Regions from separate parts of the Rattus norvegicus genome. Here region 1 is linked to region 2. Evidence: chromatin contacts called from public Hi-C data. All regions are on one chromosome and are shown on one strand. The core of a region is the stretch at or near the end of the contact, and the rest is flanking DNA. Distances in the headings are between cores, read along the strand shown.

Region 1 (3,669 bases), core at 173-2,672, 130 kb before region 2:
CCCACATCTCGACCTCCAATGGGTCCACAGAAGCAGCCTGCAAATCTGGATAAATACGCTGTCTCCAGCTTTTGCAATCCGGCATCTCGGCGACTCATAGGAATGCAAGAGATCTGAGGGATTCCTATAGAGCTCTAAGATCAAGCTCATTCCATCAGTCACAGCCTAGGCAGAGGAGATGCATGCCTCTGCCACAGCTGGCCAACTCAGGTATGAGGAAAGAGAAGGTGGATTGTTCCTGCCGTGAAAAAGCCACATGGGAACTGAGCTCACCATCTGCAGGTCCTCTTCCTACACTGATAGATCAGTTCAATCCCTTTTCCTTTTCTGGGATTGAAACAGACATCGTTTTCCCTTGAGCAAAGGGAGCGAGGAGAAGCACTCCCCTGACATGAGAGACGCCATGCTTGACATCCAAAATCTGGTAGGGGAGATGTAATGGTCCCCATTCTGCAGAGGTGACAGAGACAGAAGTGTTGGGTGACATGCCGCTATCCCACGATCAGAACACTCAGAACTCGACAGAGCAAGATCTGGATTATTTTTAATCCGGAAGGTGTATTTTAGGGAAGAGGAGTTGTTTTTTATGTTGGATCTTGAGATGGTGTCTCTGGTAGTCTAGGCTAGTCTCAAAGTTGCTTACCTAGCTAAGGCTGACCTTGAAGTCCTTATTCTCCTGCCTCCACCTCCCAAGTGCTGGGAGAACAGGTGTGTGCCATCATACCTGGCTGCAGACCCTGGTGTTTCAGTGACTTCCCATTCTGCCTCTCAAGACATTGGAATGTGTCTTCCCAGGAACAGGGAATGAAGGGGCCTCTGAGGTTGAGGAGAGAGCAGCAGCAGACACCAGCAGAAGCCCGGAGAGTAAGCAAGATGCCACCAATGTTTCAAAGCAGACTGAGAGCAGGGTGGGAAAGGGGAGAGAGAAAGAGCAGCCGGGGCGGCCAGGAAGAGAGAAGTCCCGTGCAGAAGAGAAAGATCGGCTGTATCCATACTGGCAGGGTGCTCTGACCACCAGGCATACAGGAAGAGCAGCTGGATGGGTCACAAGAGCTCTCACAGGAGGACACGATGTAGGAAAAACTCAAATCCTACTGCAAGTTAGTGCAGGACTCTTGAGTTTTAGGAATACAAGCTATAGGAAAGGTTCCGGGGTGGGACAAAGACTGGATGTCATAAGAACAGGTAAGAAATTATAATTACTTTGAAATTATTTTGATATCTATTAAACTTCTTCCCGGAACAAGATGTTTTTAAAATACGCTATGTCTATGTCGCCAGCCACAAGACACCACGGACTGGGTGAGTGATGTGGGTGTATTGTGGTTCACGGTTCTGGGGAGGTGATGGGGTGCAGGAACTGAGTCTGGTGATGCCCTCCTGAAGTTAAGCGACTTGGTAGAGTCGCACAGCTGAAGAGCGGAGGAGTGCATTGAGCCTGAGTTATGAACGCCCACCCTCTGGCTGCAAAACGCTTGCCATCCTGCAGAAAACCAAGACATTCCGTGGCACGCGTGGACTCTGCGCCCAGCAGCGGCGGTGGGCGCAGCCGAGGGGACTCTGGTCTTGCAGCAGACGTGGGTTCTCACCGGGGTGTGAGGCAATAAGGAGACCTTGGCCCGGGGCTGATCAAGACCCCATACACACACCCGGGAATCCTACCGCGGGGAGAAGAGGTTCCGCCTCACGCTCCGCCGCAGGGGGGCGCCCCTGGCTGGCAGCTGCTTGGCTAGTGGTCCCCGCCACAGGGCGCGTCGCCTTCAAGAAGATGTCGCTGTCCGGCGGGGAGAGCCCTGCTTGGCCAGCGACTCGCCTGTCCTGGTTGCTATGCTGCAGCGCCCTGTTGTCCCCGGCCGCCGGCTACGTGATTGTGAGCTCCGTGTCCTGGGCTGTCACCAACGAGGTAGACGAGGAGCTGGACAGCGCGTCCACCGAGGAGGCGCTGCCCGCGCTGCTGGAGGACTCGAGCAGCATCTGGCAGCAGAGCTTCCCGGCCTCGGCGCACAAGGAGGACACGCACCTGCGGCCTCGGGGCTCCGCCCGCGCCAGGCCCGCACCGGCCGCGCGTGGCATGTTCTCCTACCGGCGGGAGAGCGGCTCATCCGAGGCATCCCCCGGCCCCAGGGTGCATGCCGGCACCGCCCGCTCCCTAGCCCACGCTAGCTCCTGGGGCTGTCTGGCCACGGTGTCCACCCACGAAAAGGTAAACCAGAGGTCGGGAGGTGGGGGCGGTGCGCGTCTCCTTCCCAGGACGCAGGGCAACTCGGGTTTCACAGGTGCATGGACTGTAAATGCCCTGTGAATAACGGAACCGGAGTGTGCTTGGGTCGGTCCATCCAGCCAAGTGCATGTGAGTGGGGAGGAAGGCGACGCTGGGAAACAGCCTGGTGGTTAGTGACTGAATCCCTGTATTAAGATGGCCAAAGCGATGATCAGATAAACAGCGACAAGCTGGAAACCTGGAACGCAGACAGGATCGCCTTTGGAATCACAGATGAGGCGCATCCAGCTCCTGCAGACTCGGACAGTCCTGCAGACAGGCTCTGGCACCGCCTCCCACACCAAGTGGGTGTGGAAGTAGACATTAACACTTTAAAAAAAAAATGTAACTCGGATTTTTTAGGAAGACGACTTAGGCAAAGGGTAACTGCTGGAGGAGCCGTTTCAGCTGCAATTCGTCTCTTTCGGTCTACAGAACTATATCCACATTTTAACCTGCTTCCATCCAGAATGGCATGGAGGGGTGCCGCATTCCATCAGAATACCCCCCCCCCATCCCCGGAAAGCTTCTAGTCCTGTCTGGTAAACAGAGATGTGGTCCTAGCTCCTGTTTAATCTGTGCACGGAAGGGCTAACATCTTTATTATATATCACACCGCGTGGGAGTCGGATTCTTGCCACAGCTCTGGGTCTCACTAACCCCAACTCAGTCAAAGCATCCTGCTTTCCCACCCATAAAATTCAGAAATTCGCTGGTAGGAGCTTGAAAGTTCTTTTTTTTTTTTCTTTCCCTTAAAAAAAAAATCATCTAGTGACAGCTTTATCCTAATAATGGCAACAATCTTGTCATTTTTATGTCAGAATCTAAGCCAGTTCTGTATTCCCGGGGTTCAAATAGTTCTTACATGCCTGACATATACCTTAATAGGGGACAGACTTTAAATATGAAGCTAGTCTTGGTTTACAACAAATCGTTTCAGACAATTAAAAAAAATCTACTGCCTGAAGCAAGGGACGTGGAATGATTGAGAATCTGAATTATTCAACCTCCAGAACCCGTGTTCTTTTCAGTGTTTGTTTCTCTTCTTGTTTAAAGTGCCAAGCAGGGTGTCGTTAATTTGTAATCACAGGACTGAGATGGTTGAGACAGGTGGGATCTTTAGGGCTTGCCCTCAAGCTAGCCTAGCCTACTCTGGGAGTTCCAGGCCAGCAAGAGACTCTTTCTAAAACACAACAGTCCTGGACCCTGAAGAAAGACACCAGGAGGCCAGGAGGTTGACCTTGGACCTCCACAATTACACACTATGTGTGAGCACCACACACTCAGGCACACACGAAACAAAGAAACCCGGTGGCCAGTCAGGCTTGGTGGCCCGTGCCTACAGTCCCAGCCCTAACACAGCTAAGGCAGGAGAATCGTGAGTTCAGAGCCAACTCCAGATACATATA
Region 2 (3,930 bases), core at 394-2,893:
AGTGCAATCTGGCGAGGTGTCTTTTTGAACAGCTCCCTCGGGGGTGCCAGCATGAGCTGGGAAAGAAAGAACTTTTCTGGCGGAGTTATAGGAGGCAGAAACCCTGCAAACAAAAAATACATGCCGATTTCTCGACAAAGGCTACTTTTAAATTTTCAAAACTTAACTTTAACAGTTAACTTGACACTTAGCTGTTTCCTGCTCGCCACACTGTGAGCCGTTTCGTTTCTATGAACTAAATGTAACTGAGTTCCAGGTAATCGAATATGTACATTTAGTATACTCATATTAGTCCATAAACAAATATATCACTTGAGACAATGTGGACCTATGGAGACGTCAGTGAAACTTGTGGTTATCAAATACTTTGAGTCCTGCAAAGGCTAAAAACTACAATATGGTAGCTTTCTGAAATGCAGCCTGTGACTGGGAGTACAGCTGTACCAGAGTCCTGGGCTAGGCTCGTGGTATAGAGGAAGTGACCCTGGGTTCCATCCTCGGTACATAAGTTAGGGGAGCATCCTCAGATGTAAACCTGTGCCCGATCTTTGCAATGCTGCAATAGTAAACATTCCACAGTATTGCCCGGGACACATACATGCATCTTGGAACGGTTAATTAGAAACAACTTCATCCTCTGCTCCCATGACATTACAGCAGACCAAGGAAGGAGGGAGGCGGCTGCAAAGACTTTAGATGTTGTATAATGCGGATCTCAACCTGCCACTTCTTCAGGTTCTTAATATCGACTTCTTTACTCAGAGGCTTTAAAAAGGGGGTGGACTCTGCCATTGGCTACTCCGCATACCTCAGGACCTTACCTGAACGAACCGTATCTGACATACTTAAAATAAGTCCAGACCATCGGTGGGCTTGTTCGATGCGTTGGCTTTTTCGATTGGGAGGGATCATCTGGGGTGCAGTGAGTTTGAAAAGAAGCTTGCAACTTCTGACTACCCACCCCCATTTTAGTGGAACAAAGTATGGAAAGGGAGGGAGGGTCGATCCTCTCTGAGGAAGCCGAATATGTTCCCAGCCGACGAGCTCCCACAGAACAGCAGGCTGCGGGTCGTACCTGAGAGCGGGGGCCGATCGGGCTCCTGTCCGCCCCGGGCTGGCGGCGCCGGGTTGAGCAGGTGCGCGAAGCTGGCTGCGAACGGGTTAGCGGCGAGCGGCTCGGTGCGGTACATCTCCCAGAGAAGGTAGAGCGCCGTGAGGCGCTGCGCGGCGCTGGGCAGCAGGTCCGGTTGCTGCAGCAGCATCACCAGCACCGAGCCCAGGCGGAAGTGGTCGGCCTTGCTAAAGTAGTGGTGGAAGGCGGTGGACAGGCCCTCGAAGGTGCTGCCGCCGCCTGCCTCCTCCGAGATGATGCTCAGCAGGCTCGAGAGCTCCTTCGGGGTCAGGCTCATCCTGCCCGCGGGGCCTCCACTCCCTGACCCGGGGCCACCTGCTCCGCCTCGGCCTCCGCTCGAGCCCGCCGGGCCACTCCGGAACGCCGCCGCCTCCCGCGCCCCTCTTGGATCCGCTGAGAGAAGCCGGCCAGACGCCGTGCTCGCCCCGCCACCGGGCATCAACCTCGCCCGCCTATCCTGCTTCCCGGCCGAAAGGCCCTGGCGCCGGCTCGCTGCGTCCCCCCGCGGCCGTAAAGCGCACCCTTCTGCGACAGCGTCGCAAACAAAACAGCGCGTAAGTAAGGCGAGCGGAACGGAGAAACAGCGCAAAGCCGGGCCAAGCCGAGGTTCCGGGAACGCGAGTGGGCGGGGCACTGTGCCCGGAAGTGGGCGGGGCGCCGCGGAGGGCGGGGACGCGTGGACTCAGTAATGTAAACTGTGGTAAACTGTGGTTAAAGCCCCATGGAAGCGATCCTAGAGTGGCGGGTGGCGCCAAGCTATCCCAGTCGATCGTACCTAAGTTATAATTTGAAAAATAGGTCTATCTTGTCCGATATAACATCCTTGATGGCTCATGGTGAGATTACCGGCACCAAGAAGGTAGAGGCAGACGAACCCCTGTGAGTTTGAGGCCAGCTTGGTCTACACTGACAGACCCTGTCTCAATCAATCAATAAGAAAGAAACAAAAATCCGAGAAAGTGTCTCAAGAAAAACTCGTTTTCAAAGTCGTTTGTAGTACTTCATTTTTCTTAGCCTGCCCTAGGGCTCTTTTTCTGGCCACCTTGGCTGAATACTGGAAAACCCTGGAAACTTACATTACAGATGACTGTGAGCCACTATGTGGTTGCTGGGATTTGAACTCAGAACCCCTGGAAGAGCAGTCAATGCTCTTAACCGCTGAGCCATCTCTCTAGCCCTGGGAAACTTCTTTTGTACCAACCTCTTGGTCCAGGTCCCAGACACCACTACCTGCTCCCCACTCCCATGCTCTGGGTGGTGACTAGTACCCACTCTAGAATTACAGAAACCAACGGAATGTCATCAGCATCACCTGCTAGCTACCCTGTGCTAAAAATGGCAAACAGTTCAAGAATTTTCTATTTACCGGCTAAAATCCTTAAGGAAATTTTGAGGAACGGGTGTTGAGTATGGCGCATTGTTTAGTTTGCCGTTAAACGTGTGGAGGGATTCTGCCAATGAACGTTACAATCAGCAGAAAATATAACTTGGCAAACGGGGGAAATGATTCAAAATACCTCTATTATTATTATTAATCAACTACGTTCTCTTTGAGCCCTTTTACATTGATTGTATGCTCTATGACAACTACTCTACAATACTAAAACCCACTCAAGCTAGTTATTGTTGTAAATTATTATTAATTAGTAACTTAAATGTTGGTATAGTATGGGTGCTTCAAGATGTTTGGAGGTATTTGAGCACAGCAATACTAGCCCCAAATAGAGCTGATTTTCATCAAGGTTAACACGGTACCAAGAGCTTCTTTATGTTTCCAATCAGTTTGTTTCTAGGACTTCTATGCTATCCCCACAAACAGAGCACATTTTCACAGTAGAAGCTGACTTCCTCTCCCTTCCTGAGGCTGCAAGTCTGGAGTTATCAGCTCTGCAGTCCACCTCTGAAGCCTCAAGGGGAGAATCCTTCCTAGTCTTGTACTAGCTTCTGGCATTTATCCAAAGCCCCCGACCCCCCTTAGGTTAAAGCTTCTTTTGTTAGGTGCCCCTAATTGTTATTAAGTTTCAAACTTAACGTTAACATATCAAAGCTGACCTGGCTGCTGGCTTCCCCCAGCATCCCTCAGTTCCTCCCTAACTGGACATGGCTGGCATACCCCCTCTCTACCGTGAACTCCCCTTCCAGCACAGGCTCTTCCCTCTAGAATCCAGACATTTTGATTACCAGTTCCTTTGTCCCTTTAGACTCCTGATTGCTGCACATGGTCTCCCCCTCTCCCCACAAGGTCCAGCTCAGTCTAGTCATGTCCACTCTGGACGTCCCTGCCTCTACCTACACTCAACCTTTTATCTACAATAAACTTTCTCCCCACAATACCTAGGAGCAGTCATGTCCTCTCCTTTTTATTTCTTTCCTTCAGTCATGTCTCCTCTAAGTTTCTCTGTGGCCTCCTGCTATGGAAGGCTGTGCTGTCGGCACCATGTGGTTGTTGCTGTTGGAGCAGCTGGAATTACCCTCGCAAGGGGGCCGGGTAGCCTGATGAGCTCATCCAGCTTAAGGATAACCTTTGCTCATGGGTCTCCACTACAGCACATTGCAGTGACGGCCAACTGAGCCACAGACCCTAACTCCTCCTGATTGCAACTGGTATTTTATTGTTGTCCTTACTACTTCCTTATTACTTTATTTGTTATGTGTGTGTTGCTTTGCCTTCTTGCACGGCTGGATACCACGTACATGCAGCATCAATGGAGACCAGAAGAGGGCATCAAATTCCCTAGAATTAGAGTTAGACAGTTGTATGCCTCCATGTGGGTGCTGGGGATTGAACTGGGGTCCTA

The links. Hi-C and Micro-C count contacts between places; a contact is called where the count stands out from the background.
Region 1: a contact with region 2 is called in a Hi-C map of liver, with 3 times the contacts expected there. The contact joins the promoter of Creg2 here to the promoter of Cnot11 in region 2. A contact is called at or near these places in 4 of 12 Hi-C or Micro-C datasets (Schwann cells, liver and mammary epithelial cells).

What each region holds. Positions count from the first base shown.
Region 1 is chr9:49,438,886-49,442,554 of GRCr8, reverse strand. It overlaps Creg2 (cellular repressor of E1A-stimulated genes 2), which reads left to right and starts at 1,422. Exons shown (of 3, transcript XM_008767069.3): 1 at 1,422-2,203. The coding sequence starts at 1,769.
Region 2 is chr9:49,308,337-49,312,266 of GRCr8, reverse strand. Cnot11 (CCR4-NOT transcription complex, subunit 11) reads right to left here and starts at 1,643. Exons shown (of 7, transcript NM_001108794.2): 1 at 1,076-1,643; 2 at 1-103. The coding sequence starts at 1,571. It overlaps LOC134480362 (a long non-coding RNA gene), which reads left to right and starts at 1,780. Exons shown (of 2, transcript XR_010054765.1): 1 at 1,780-1,991; 2 at 2,915-3,465.